Regions from separate parts of the Mus musculus genome. Here region 2 is linked to region 1. The links are chromatin contacts, called in public HiChIP or PLAC-seq maps. All regions are on one chromosome and are shown on one strand. Each heading gives the region's core, a stretch centred on a gene start, on an enhancer-like site or on the middle of the called end of the contact. The rest is flanking DNA. Distances are from core to core; before and after follow the strand shown. Region 1 holds the start of Rab34 (RAB34, member RAS oncogene family). Region 2 overlaps Foxn1 (forkhead box N1).

Region 1 (6,813 bases), core at 1,860-4,359:
TTGAAAAACCAAAAAAGAAAAAAAACCAGGGAAAATATTTTTTGTTTTGTTATTGTTGTTTTTGAGACAGGGTTTCTCTGTGTAGCCCTGGCTGTCCTGGAACTCACTTTGAGACCAGGCTGGCCTTGAACGCAGAAATTTGTCTGCCTCTGCCTCCAAAGTGCTGGGATTAAAGGCGTACACCACCACTGCCTGTCTGAAAATAATTTAAATACAATTTGTAGCCTGGCGTGGTGACACACACCTTTAATCTCAGCACGAGAAAATAAATGCAGTCAGATCTCTGTGAGTTCAAGGTCAGCCTGATCTACATGGCAAATTACAGGTTAGTCAGGTATATGTAGTGAGACCACTCTCAAAAAGATAGATAGATAGATAGATAGATAGATAGATAGATAGATAGATAGATAAATGATAGAAGGCCTTTGTAGGCCACACCTATAATCCCAGCACTCAGGAGACAAGAAGATTGACACAAAGTCAAGGCCAGCCTGTGGTACACAGTAAATTCCAGACCAGCCAGCACTACATAGTGAGGCTGCCACAAACAGATAAACAAGATACAAACAGATTGCAGTTTGCCTAAGTGATGCAGATAAAGCGAAGCTGTGCAATGTTAGGACAGGATTTTCTCCACCTTCTCCATCTGACCTGTGGGAGACTGAGGTTGCAGAGCTGAGTCCAATGTAGTTATCACTACAGTGATCTGTTGTTACCACAGTGATTTGGTGGCAACAAAAAAGTCTGCTGTGAGGGGCGAGAGAGATGGCTCAGCAGTTAAGAGCACTGACTGCTCTTCTGAAGGTCCTGCGTTCAAATCCCAGCAACCACATAGTGGCTCACAACCATCTGTAATGAGATTTGACTCTTTTGGAGTGTCTGAAGACAGCTACAGTGTACTTACATATAATAAATAATTCTTTAAAAAAAAAATAGTGGGTGGTGGTGGCACAAGCCTTTAATCCCAGCACTTGGGAGGCAGAGGCAGGCAGATTTCTGAGTTCGAGGATAGCCTGGTCTACAAAGCAAGTTCCAGGACAGCCAGGGCTACACAGAGAAAAACCAAGTCAATAACAACAACAAAAAGATTTTACTTTTTTAAATGTATGTGTGAGCATGTGTGTCTGTATGTGTGTGCATGTATGTGCGTGTTTGTCTGCATGTGTGTGCATGTATGTGCATGTGTGTCTGCATGTGTGTACATGTAGGTAACCACAGCAGCCAGGTTTAGGATACCCTGGAGCTGGAGTTCCTGGTGGTCCTGAACCACGGGAGGAGGCTCAACAGGAGAAGACAACATGTGGCTGCTGGGAAATAAACTAAGGGCCTTCTCTCAGAACACACATGCACTGTACACTGTTGAGTAATGACTGCAGTCATTACTACATGACTACATGATCTACAGTCCCTAGTATTTAAAATTATTTTATGTGTATGAGTGTTTTGCCTGCATGAAACTGTGTAGCACATGCATGCTTGGTGCAGGAGGAGAGAAGAGTGTGTCTAAACCCCTGGAACTCGGGGTACAGGTCGGAGCAGAAACCCTGATCTCTATAAGATCAGCAGCAAGTGTTCTTAATTACTTTTTTTTTTGATTGATTGATTTATTATATGTAACTACACTGTAGCTGTCTTCAGACATTCTAGAAGAGGGAGTCAGATCTTGTTACAGATGATTGTCAGACACCATGTGGTTGCTGGGATTTGAACTCAGGACCTTTGGAAGAGCAGTCAGTGCTCTTAACCTCTGAGCCTTCTTGAACTGTCTCTCCAAACCTAATCATTGTTTTCCTCCTCCTCCTCTTCCTCCCTCTCCTCCTCCTCTTAGTTCTTGAGACAGGACCTCACAACACAACTCTGAATTGCCTGGAGCTCTTTAAGTAAATCAGGTTGGCTTCAAACTCACAAAGGTCTACCTCTGCCTCCAAGTGCATCACATCCAGATTTATTTTAAGACAAAAGTCACCGGGCAAGGTGGCGCACGCCTTTAATCCCAGCACTCAGGAGGCAGAGGCAGGCGGATTTCTGAGTTCGAGGCCAGCCTGGTCTACAAAGTGAGTTCCAGGACAGCCAGGGCTATACAGAGAAACCCTGTCTCGAAAAAAACCAAAAAAAAAAAAAAAAAAAAAAAAAGACAAAAGTCATACTCTGTAGTCCAGGCTGGCTTTAAAGTAAAGTCCCCAGCCTCATAAGTGCTAGAACCACAGGTGTCAGCCCCCGTGCTAGACGCCAGTAATGATCCTTAAGTAGTTTTAGCCACAGCTGAGACAGCTGTGATTTCTCTTACTCTAGTTTTTCTTGTGAATAATTTCATAGTCCTCAATCCTGAACTAGTCTTCCCCTTCTAATACTGTATTCCACTCATTTTTGTATCTTCAAATTTAGCTCCAAACATATAAACATATATCAATTTCTTCTTTGCGCGGGCGGTGTGTGTGTACAAAAAGGAAAAGCTGTTCTGGTTTTGACTGTTCTATTCCGGCTAGAAAATGTTCATCCGTATTAGAAGCAGGGTTCTGCAATCCCATAGTGGTGAGTGACCACGCCAAAAGACGAAGTTTCACAGTCTACCTAACACTTCTTTATCTTTCATGGAAGGAGGCTCGACGGGAGAAGTCAACAGATCTGGGACGTCTGGTCCTTAGTGGACACCTCGTTCAGATCTTGACACCCCCGTTAGGAGATCCCTCTCACCTCCCAGGGCAGAAGGGCGAGCAGGGGCAGACTCTATGAGTCATGTGCCAGGCCTGGAGTCGTGGAGGGAAGCACCGCCTCTCCTTGGGCCCCTTCTCTCCCCCTTTTCCCCTCGGCGGCTCCGGGTCTTGCCAGATGCTGTGCTACAATCACGGGTTCCCCATCACCAGTTCCGTTGGGTAAGTGGTCCCGGGGAAGACGCGGCTCCAACAGGGAGATGGAGGGGAGAGACTTAAGGGATCCCAGTCTGGAAAGGCTCCAGTCTGGGTGTAGGCGGTCCTGGCGTTGGGTAGGGCATCTGGAGCCCGGGCAGCGCGCGAGGAGGAGAGGAGAGGAGGGGGTTGGCGAGGGCCGCGCTGAAGGCGGCTGCAAACCCGGGAGCGACGGGGTGCGGGGCAGGGGGCGGCCCTTCTCCAGGAATTTCCGGGGATCGTGTTGCAACGCTCGCAGAGTGGGACGGCGGGCCTCGCTGCGCGTCTAGGGTTGTCGCCCCCTCCTCTCACCGGTCGAGGGCGTCGGCAGTTGCTGCCCCTGCGCAAAGTGACCCCGTGTGGCGGGGCGGCCCCGAGCCCCCCCAGGCCTCTCTGTTATGGTAGGGCCATCCCAGCCCCGAGTTGTCGTCGGGTCTCCGCGGCCCCGGGTTATCGTAGGGGCTATCCGACCCCGTGTCATTGTAGGATCCGCGCGGGCCCGGGCTCCCCGGGACGCGACTCCCCGCCCACAACTAGCGGCCGGGGGATCTCCCCGCCCCCGAGTGGTCTTCGGGACGCCCCGGGCTCGGGTGATTGTGGGCTCTCCCAGACCCGGGGTGATTGTCTCGTCCCCTTGGCCCGCGGTGGTCGTAGCGTCTCCAAGGCCGAGGGCTCCCACAGGCTCTCCGTGGCCCCGGGTGATTGTCGGTACCCCGCGGCCGCGGATAATCGTCGGGTCTCCACGGGTCCCGGCCGCCGGGGCGGATCAGGCCTCTGCGCCTTCCCGGGGAGCCCCGCAAGGCCGCAGACAAGATGAACATTCTGGCGCCCGTGCGGAGGGACCGCGTCCTGGCGGAGCTGCCCCAGGTAGGCACCAGGGCCACGTCGGGCCTCTGGCTGTCGCTGAGTGTGGGCGGGGAGAAGGTGGCCCAGCCCCGTCGCCCTGCAAGGCCCGCTGCTCCTGGGTGGTCCGCTTCCCACCCCACCCCCAGCCCAGGGCTGCTTGGCTATGGCACAAAAGCTCCATTCTCACAATGTTCCTCTCAGTGCCTGAAGAAAGAGGCCGCTTTGCACGTGCGCAAAGACTTCCACCCCCGCGTCACTTGCGCCTGCCAGGAGCACCGGACAGGCACCGTGGGGTGAGTTAGGGACACTCCTAGCTAAAAAATTACTCAAGAAACTTTGAAGTCATTCACCCCTTTGTGGTTACAAGGTTATGCCTCAGTTCTGATGTTCTCCCAGTTTCCTCCCATTGAGGTTGTGAGCCTATGGAAAAGACATCCAACAGGGAGAGTCACACCACCCATAGAACCTCTAGTCGGGGGCGGGGTATCTGAGAGCGGGGAGGAGTGACAGACAGACAGAGACAGAGTGAACGATCACACTATTCTAACATGTGCAGAGCCCTCCTAGGCTACCCCCAGCACTACACGACTTCCTCCCCCATCACTCCAGAAAAACAGGTCTGAAAGTCCCTAATGTTGAACACTGCTCCACAGCACATCTGTGCAGGACTTTCTGGGCTTCCAGGGAGACCTGCCTATCTATGGTAATGTACCTTAGTTGATATGGATTTTCTCTGTCCATCCACTCTTCTGTCCAACAGATTTAAGATATCCAAGGTCATCGTTGTGGGAGACCTATCTGTGGGGAAGACCTGTCTCATTAATAGGTAACAGGGTACTGGAGCTTGGCCGGGCAAAGACTCAGCTGGATCCAGTTTAACAGGGTAGGCGGGGCTACAGGCTACTTGGTGTCTCCTTAGGTTCTGCAAAGACACCTTCGATAAGAATTACAAGGCTACCATCGGAGTGGATTTTGAGATGGAACGATTTGAAGTCTTGGGTGTCCCCTTCAGTCTCCAACTGTGAGTGTCTCTTCCACTCCTTCCAGATAGCCTTGTCATCCCATTTTGCACACCCTATTATCTGGGTTCTGCTCTCCTTTCTTCCAGTTGGGACACGGCTGGTCAGGAAAGGTTCAAGTGCATTGCTTCCACCTACTACCGTGGAGCTCAAGGTAGGGATTTGGCTCTGGAATGCAGGAAGTCTAAGAGCACATCAGTCAGTGTTCTGAGGAGAGGTGATGGACAGGGAAAAGGCAAAGACATCCATCCATTCATCTTCCTGTCAGTCTGCAGCTGTTTCTGTCACTCTTTCAGCCATCATCATTGTCTTCAACCTGAATGACGTGGCATCCCTGGAACACACCAAGTATGTGAGGATGCCAGAACAGGATGGGAAAGTCCAGGGAGGTTTTAGAAAAGGGGATCAAAGCCAGGCATGGTGGTGCACGCCTTTAATCCCAGCACTCAGGAAGCAGAGGCAGGCGGATTTCTGAGTTTGAGGCCAGCCTGGTCTACAGAGTGAGTTCCAGGACAGCCAGGGCTATACAGAGAAACCCTGTCTCGAAAAACCAAAAAAAAAAAAAAAAAAAAGAAAGAAAGAAAGAAAGAAGTTGGGATCAATTGGGAAAAGAGAATGTATCTAAGTGCTGTCTCTAGCTCAGCGGTAGGGACTTGCCAACAATGCATAGAAATCTGGGATGGGTCCTTTGGAGTAACAGAGGTGGGGGCTGGGGTGGAGAGAAAAGCCAGAGCTCGTAACTGGACATGGGAAAGTGGATGGACGGGGCCTGCCAGGCTCACTCAGTCTTTAATGCTATCCACCATCCGTCTGTGGCAGGCAGTGGCTCACTGATGCCCTCAAGGAGAACGACCCTTCCAACGTGCTCCTCTTCCTTGTGGGTTCCAAGAAGGACCTGAGTGTGAGTGTGCCAGTGGAGGACCTTCCCACCTTGGTGAGGGGACCCACCCCCGGTCTGACTCTGATTTTCCCACAGACTCCTGCTCAGTATTCCCTAATGGAGAAGGATGCCCTCAAGGTGGCCCAAGAGATTAAGGCCGAGTACTGGGCGGTGTCCTCCCTCACTGGTGAGTTGGGGCTCCAGCCTTCTGCTGTGCATACCTGCCTACCTCTCCTCTCCCTCCTGCATCTAAGCCTGGTCCAGTGTTCTATAGTGTTCCCCTGAGGTTTCTGCTCCTCATGTCAGGTGAGAATGTCCGGGAATTCTTCTTCCGTGTGGCAGCACTAACCTTTGAGGCCAATGTCCTGGCGGAGCTGGAGAAATCCGGGGCTCGGCACATTGCAGATGTTGTTCGTAAGTTAACCACCTGGTTAACAGTGGCAGAGAGCGGAGGTGGGGTGGTTACCTTCAATCCATGGTTCATATATTTCCCATCCCTTTTCAGGCATCAACAGCGATGACAAAAACCTGTACCTAACTGCCAGCAAGAAAAAGGCCACATGTTGTCCCTGAGCAGTGAGGACTGTCCAGAGACTTCCCATTTCCGGGGTACCGTGCTACCTGCAACTGCTCCAGAACTCAACCCCTGGACATTTGCACTGACTTTTTCCAGACCAAAGAGCTATCCATTGATGTCAGTGCCCCCCAGAAGGTGACAGGGACCATGCTAGTCATTTGCTGCCCCCAGGCACCATGCCAAAGACTGGATGACCCTCTGTTCCTCTGGGGCTCTCCAGGGTGCCTGGTGAGGGGCAGTGTTCTTGCTGCTTTTGCTCAGCCTGCTGGGCCTTTCATGTATAAAAATGCTTAATGATTTTAGCCTTACACTGTGCCTTATGCATTAAAGTCCATTATTAGCATTTTCTTTCTTTCTTTAAAGATTTATTTATTTTATGTATATGAGTACACTGTAGCTATCTTTAGACACACCAGAAGAGGGCATCAGATCCCATTACAGATGGTTGTGAGCCACCATGTGGTTGCTGGGAATTGAACTCAGGACCTTTGGAAGAGTAATCAGTGCTCTTAACCGCTGAGCCATCTCTCCAGCCCCGTTATTAGCATTTTCTAGGCTGGAGTCCTTACTAGAGATAATAGGTGTAGTGGGGGCATGTAGCGATTT
Region 2 (7,000 bases), core at 1,603-4,102, 170 kb after region 1:
ATCTGATGCCTTTTGGGGGGCAGCACACATATGCACAAACATACACAGCACACATTTTCCAATGCACACACACCCACTCCATATATATGATCTATCTATAGCTACATCTACATCTATATCTTTAGAGTCCTTGTAGACACCCTGCTTGGGGACTGAAGGTCCCAAAAAACGAAGGCTCAGTAGTTGCAACCATCAGGCGCTTACTTTATTGTTCCAGGACAGGGGACAATGGTAGATGACTGAGGGATCCGCCCACCCTCGTGTGAGCTTGGGGACAACCTATGGAGGTTCTGGTTGCCCTCAGGCCCTGGGAAAGCTGGGGATCCCATTTGGTGGGTCATGGTGGGCATCTGAGTCACAGCTCAGCTCCACGGACATTCTGCCGGCTCCCTGGGAGCCCCAAGTCTGCTATGCAGGTGTGTGTATGTGTGTGTGTGTGTGGGGGGGTATCACACACACACACACACACACACACACACACATCATCCTGTAGCGGGTTGCAAACCCTAGTTACTCAGGATGCTTAAGACAGTTGACCGCATCCAATAGGCTGGGGCTTGAACTATATGAACCTCTCATTGAGAAAGAGTGAGACTTGGCAACCTGAAGGGGGCCTTTCCTGTGGCTGAGACTAAGAGAGGGGGTTCAAGTTTCTGAGGACAAGTTTTTTTTTTTTTTTCCAAACATGTTGTGTTGGATTTGGGCTCAGTTTGGTCCCAGGGTAGATGCTGCCCCTTCTGTGTGTCACCTTGGAGATGGCCAACCAGAGTATATACTGAAGATGTATAGATAAATTCTATGAAGTAGTTGTCTCCCTAAGGGGTTCACAGGTCATACGGGAGGAGCCCCTGTAGGCTTTAAGGGTGTAAGATGGGAGAATAAATAGAGATTTCTGGGAGAGGGCCAAGTCTGTAGAGCACATGGGGATTGGGATGAGGTTTGGAGGGGTGATCTTTGACCTGTCACACTGGCCCTGAGCTTTGCTAACTAAAGCTTTTAGCTCTCAGCTGCCCCAGAAATCAAATCAGACTCTGTGACCCAAGGCTTCCTCTGAGTGTAAGGCACATGATGAGCAGGTGTGTAGAGCTTGAGTTCACGCTCGAGAGCTGAAGTTCGAGTGAGCTGGCGCTAGGGGGCGCGCTGTTGCTTCTTTTCCGACACTTTCCTTGCTGGGGGCCCCGTGTGAGATGCGGGTCCACCAGGTAGCATCCTAGATGGATGCCCCCAACTTCTGGCTAACAAATAAGTTGGCTGAGTGGCATAGGAGACAGGTAGTGTTTTCCTTCTTTGACCTTTAAGGTGAGCCCAATATGGGGCAGCCAGCTAGGCAAAGGCCGCAGCTGATGTTGGGCATAGCTCAAGCCAGAGCCAATGGCTTTGAGCCGGGACTGAGGTACACGGCAGGGCCGGCAGCTGCTGAGGAGGGCGTGGACTCCAGTTCCACAAAGGCGGAGTAGAGAGTGCTGAGGTGCATGTCTCCCAGAGCACCGGAGCCGCCGCTGCCTGGAGGTGCCAGTTCACCTGCCTCATTGCCTGTTTCTGCCAGACAAGGCCCTGGGGGGAAGCAATGGGCTGCTGGTGGGGGTGGCAACATGGAGGATGACGTCGGCGACGAGGTCACCAATACGAGGGGGTCCAGGGCCAAGCTGTCATCCTTCAGCTGCTCCCACAGATTTCCTAGTCGGGGAGAGGGAAGAAGCCTCATCATTGGCAGGCCATAGAGAGTTAAGCCCAGTCTGTCTCCCACCCAAGTACCTCAGAAGCCTCAGAGAACAGGAGTCTGGTGATGCGGACTGGAAGCCTATCTTGGCATCCACTCTGGGACCTCAAGTAATCACTGAACTTTTTTTTTTTTTTCCTGAGCCTCAGAGTCCAGCTCCGAGCTCCAAGGTAGCACGGTGTAAAAGCCATAGATGCAGGCGACCCCTATGAAAGGGTCATCAGACTTTCCATCGGGGTCGCGACCCAGAGGTTGAGAACCACTGCCATAGTTGCAGGTAACCTCTGGGCCTCTTCGAGAAGAACAGGGTACTAGATTAAGGTTAAGGATTTGCCCATTTGAAGGTTGTTGCAAAGCTCTTCTTGGAAGCGGCCTAGAGGCCCCCCTGAACCTCTTCACTCAGGCTTCTGCCTTGGTTCCCAAAGGTTGATTTGCCGCCTACAGTCTTCCCACAGTGCACCACCGAACTTGATGAGGTACACAGGTCTGGCTCCCTAGACCCTCCTCCCCGCCCCCTCACAGGACCCAAGGTACAGGGATAGAACCAGAAAGGACACTTGACTCTGAGGAACAAACAGTGCTGTCACTGAGTTCCTCCTAGGGTCGTGTGACCTGCCGCGTGGCAGGCCAGTGACTGGAGTCGCTGCCTGGAACATCATCACCGCAGGGTGGAGAAAGAGACCTGACAACGCTGGCTGCTCTTGGCCACCTGGGTTCAACTCCTTCTTTCTGGCCCAGCGACCTTGAGTGGATGTATCTCTCTGTATAGTATTGTTTGCTAGGTCCAGATGGGAAGAACATATGTAAAGCTGTTTGCAAGATGCCTGGTACTCAGTAGGAGCTTGAGTGGGTATTAATTAAGGGTTTTGTGATGCTGGGGTATTGACCCTAACTAAGGATTGGTGCATGCTAGGCAAACGCTTTACCCCCTACCCACATCTCTAGCCTTCTGATAGAATTTATAGTATCCCACGTCCACATAGCCTCCTCTGCAGCCGCCTGTTCTCTGCAGCCGCAGCAGGTCTGGAATGAAGGTCTATGTGAAGTTTATTTCTAACAGTCTAAGGTATAGATCAACAGCCTCCTCCAAAAAGGCTTGCTCGGTACACTACAGTTCAAACGGGAAGGGGCGGGGCTTAGAAGGGTAGAGGGTGGGGCTTGGCTGCCTGTAGGATGGAGCGGGCAAGATGGAGGAGAATGTAAAGATTCACCTCTCTGGGCTTGTACCCTCAAATCTCTCTAGGACATGCTTAGCTCTGAGGTCTTCCATTCCATAGAAAGTCTGTCTCCTGAAGTGAAAGCTAAATTCTGATAAAACGCAAATGATTTTGGAACGTTTAGCCTCCCAGTCCCTCACAGTCAAGTACACCAATGGAACTTCCGGCTTTTCCCAGCTTTGTCAGATGAGCGGTTTGATGATGAAGCCATCTGGTACATGATCAGAGTACCAGGAGGGGGGAGATGGGGGAAAGAGCCTTTTAGCTCATGATCTGGAGGGCAGGGAGCAAATGCGAATTTAACATTCCTAGTCATCCGCCTCAGGTGACAAGAAACTCAGGAGCCAGCAGGTGGCAGCCTAGAGACATGAAGAGGCTAGGCCACGCAGCCAAGAGCACCTCTCTAGTCCTGTCCCACCCTTCCCAGCTCCCAGCTCCCAGCTCACCCTGGAAGTCGAAGTCAGTGAGAGAAGGGTTGATAGCATCCAGGTCAGTCCCAAGGTCTCCATCTGGCAGTAGAGTATCGTGCATGGTCCTGGCTGAGGAAGGCTCAGCCATCAGCTTGGCACCGTGGCTGGGTGGTGTGTGGGCAGGTAGAGGTGAGTCCTGGGGGGTGCCTGGCTGGGCCTGCAGCTCAAGATGCCCATCTGGCTGTGGGAACAATGGCTGCTGGTGTCCAGAAGGGGCCAGGCTGGGGGAAAGGTGTGGGTAGGTCTGCCCATAGCAGGAGGGAGCATGGCCACCCAGTAGGTCCTGCAGGGGGTTCTTGCCAGGCATGGGGCCTGGAGCTGGATGCATTGGGTGCAGAGGCTGGGAAAGACCAGCTGATGGTGCCATGGGCCGGATGGGACCTGGGCCTGCCAGCCCAGGGGGTGGACAGCCCAGCAGCGGAGAGCCCAGTTTTTCCCTTTTGTCTCCAATGAGGCTGTCCAGCTCTTCTGCAAAGGCCCAAAAGAAAACACCATGAGGCCTCTCTCCTTTGTAGCCTCCCAGCCCAGACCCCCCTCCCTGTATCCCTCTCTCCCCAGGCTCTGCTCTTCTTCATTCTGGTACCCAGGTCCCTTGGCCTTTCTCACACAGGCCTGACAGCCTCACCTGGTTTGGCCATGCTTTTGCGCACAGCAATGGGGTCTTTCCTCTTCCACTTCTGCAGTTCTTCCTGCATCTTGTCGATTTTGGAAGGATTGAGGGCCCACAGACAGCCCTTTCGAGAGGAACTTCCGGATTTATTCTCCACCTTCTCAAAGCACTTGTTGAGGGACAGGTTATGGCGAACAGAATTCTTCCAGCCATCAGGAGCAGTCTACCAGAGCAGAACAAGAATCCAGGTTGGGTTCAGGCGGCAAGAAATGGCTCTAGGTCTGGGGATTCTAGAACATTCCTTCGCCAATTCTATACATAGGGTCTCTACACACTCTGGCTTGATGTATTCAGCTCCAAAAGCATTCGTAGAACCCTTTAGTGGGCAGAATCGTTGATCCTAAGTTAGTTTTTGTTTTTTGGTTTGTTTGGTTTGGTTTGGTTTGGTTTGGTTTTTCGAGACAGGGTTTCTCTGTATAGCCCTGGCTGTCCTGGAACTCACTCTGTAGACCAGGCTGACCTCGAACTCAGAAATCCACCAGCCTCTGCCTCCCAAGTGCTGGGATTAAAGGCGTGCACCACCACTGCCTGGCCTAAGTTAGTTTTTTTTTAGCTAAAATCTAAAAGCTGCTGTTACCCTACCTAGCTCTTAGTCTAGACCCTTCAGAGGATGTGACCCTTTGTATATTTATTATGCACTTTATGTGTACATGTGGGTGCCTGTATGTCTGTCTATGCACCACATGCATACAGGAGTCTGTCAAAGAGGGCACTGAATCTCCTGGAACTGGAGTTATAGATAGTTTGTAAACCACCATGTGGGGCTGGGAACTGAATTCAAGTCCTCTGCAAGAGCAGCCAGTGTTCTTAACCACCACCTCACTGCTTTTATTGTTTTTGTTTGCTTGTTTGCTTGTTTGTTTGTTTTTGTTTGCTTGTTTGTTTGTTTTGGGGGTTCTTTTTTGAGACAAGGTTTCTCTGTATAGTCCTGGCTGTCCTAGAACTCACTTTGTGGACCAGACTGACCTCAAGTTCAGAGATCCCCCTGCCTTCTGCCTCCCGAGTGCTGGGATTAAAGGTGTGCACCCCCCCCCCAGCTCTCTCCGATATTTGTTAGCCACCACTCCTTTTGGAGATGGGACCTCACTTGTAGTCCAGGCTCACAGTAAGATGCTCAGAGTCTCTTGGGTGCTGAGATTGCAGCAGGCATAAGTCACAATGTCCAACTTGTGATCTTTCTTTAAGGGACAACTGGTAAATGCCATTGAGGCCCCTGGTCTATTTCCCCACTGAAGCAGGATATGCTCACTGGGCCTTCTGGCCTATGTGTCCCCTTGTAGAAAGGGGAAGATCGCCATTTTAAAGTCTTTGGGGACAGCTTTAAAGGGAGAACAGCATAATGCGTTTCCTCTGGGTCCACCTCATCCCTCCAGAGCAAGCTGGGCAGAAAAGGGTTGGTGAACAGGTGGGAGTTAGCACACCTGCTGCCTCTATGTTTGATGGCAGATGCGGTGTTGGTAGAGGCTGGGGTAGTCGTATGTGACTGAATATTCACCAGATCCTTCGACATCTCTCGGTGGGAGTGGCGTCTCCTACCATAGGTCTCTGAACTCCTGAGTGAGGATGGCTATGTGTGAGAAAGTATCTCAGAGTACGTGTGTACCCATGATTGAGTGTGTGGGTGTGAGTTCGCATGAGTGTGCCCTGGAGGTGTGCCCTGGTGGGGAGGCCAGCCCTCAGGCAGGGGGTGCTCGTGCCAACAGAATAAACACCCATTAGGAGGCCCGGTCATGCCACCAGTGCAGTAATTGTGCCCAAGGAGGGTTGTAAAAACCATTAAGCTGACTCAGTTGGGTGAGAGGCGGTGGCAGGGATGGTGGTGGAGGGGCATGGGCCTCCTGTCCCCCACATCTGGCTCAGTTGACCACCCTGAGCCCGACGAGGGCTGGCGGTGGGTAGAGCTACCTCTCCAGTTGATGATACTTCCTTACACCCTGGCTCCTCTCGCTTTCAGCCCCTCTTTCTGGTTAATGAGAGATGGCCACGCCCTCCTCCCTAGCTCCCTTGCCCCAGGGTGCAGCCAAGCTGAATCACGCCTAGCAGAACCGGGCCCTGGGTCCTGATGCCAGTCTCACTAGAGTTGCTGGCAGCAGCTGCCGGAGCCTTTCTTGGGGACAGCTAACCCATCATGGGGCTGGTCCTGATGACCCCAAGGTTCATCAGGGGTTACCAGCGAGCATCTTGAGCTGCTGGACCTTCTTAAGCTCCCACAGCTGACTCTACTAAGAACCAAAGCTCCATCACCCCAGAGCAGACTTAATGGGCACCGGGAACTTTTATGGTCCCATAAATGTGTGACTTCGGATGCCAGGGCAGCCCCCACCGCAGCCACTTCCTGTTTGGAAGAGGGATGGTCAGCATTAACAATTATGCATGGTGGCTGGACACTTCCTCAGCCCCTGACTCATGGAACTATGGGACGCCCACAGTAGCTGCCTTGGGTGTGAGTACTGACCACTTCAGAGTCCACTCTGTCTTTGCCCTAAAAAATGACTTCCAAATAAGGACTGAGAGGTTTAGAGCCTTGGAACTCTCTCTTTGGAGAGGTTCGAAGAGAACCTGTTGGCTTAGAAGGAATCTAGGTACCAACTCGTCCAAACTGACATGTTACAGAGAGGGAAGCTGAGGCCCAGAGAAGAAAACAGCTGGCCTTGGATCACATGAGGAAAACGATAACCGGGTATGGACTTCAGCCCTGTTCCTTAGCTGAGGGCCTTGCCCAGGTCATTCCCGTGGGGGCCTGCCTTGCCAATGGGGCTGGTCAGATCCTCACACAGTCTCTCTGAAGTCAAATGTAAACTCTGGCATGCAGGGGTGATGCAACCGGCTAAGAAAAACAACCGAACCGAAAAAGCTGTCAGACCTCTTCACTCTTCAGTCCCATAAAACAGGGATTACACGGCTCCCAGGAAAAATAATTAAG

What was found. HiChIP or PLAC-seq counts read pairs in DNA pulled down with a chosen protein or histone mark.
Region 2: an H3K4me3 HiChIP or PLAC-seq map of embryonic stem cells shows a contact between it and region 1, with 5 times the contacts expected there. The contact joins the enhancer-like site here to the promoter of Rab34 in region 1. A contact is called at or near these places in 4 of 115 datasets of contacts at active chromatin or transcription factors (bone marrow-derived macrophages, embryonic stem cells, memory CD8 T cells and 1 more) and 2 of 9 other capture datasets (adipose tissue and pancreatic islet).

The regions. Positions count from the first base shown.
Region 1 is chr11:78,185,639-78,192,451 of GRCm38.p6, forward strand. Rab34 (RAB34, member RAS oncogene family) reads left to right here and starts at 3,110. Exons shown (of 10, transcript NM_033475.3): 1 at 3,110-3,752; 2 at 3,933-4,024; 3 at 4,492-4,557; 4 at 4,651-4,752; 5 at 4,840-4,904; 6 at 5,047-5,098; 7 at 5,570-5,651; 8 at 5,727-5,817; 9 at 5,937-6,044; 10 at 6,136-6,555. The coding sequence starts at 3,699. The coding sequence ends at 6,203. RefSeq lists an enhancer at 3,901-4,133.
Region 2 is chr11:78,357,394-78,364,393 of GRCm38.p6, forward strand. It overlaps Foxn1 (forkhead box N1), which reads right to left. Exons shown (of 9, transcript NM_008238.2): 7 at 4,033-4,240; 8 at 3,384-3,875; 9 at 184-1,677. The coding sequence ends at 1,358. Among named protein-coding and RNA genes, the nearest start is that of Gm30367, 12 kb to the right of the region's middle. Within about 2 kb of position 2,853, at least 141 of the 459 cell types and tissues checked have an H3K27ac peak or open chromatin away from gene starts, as enhancers often do. A contact at or near this core is called in bone marrow-derived macrophages, embryonic stem cells and pancreatic cancer cells, where this site is marked.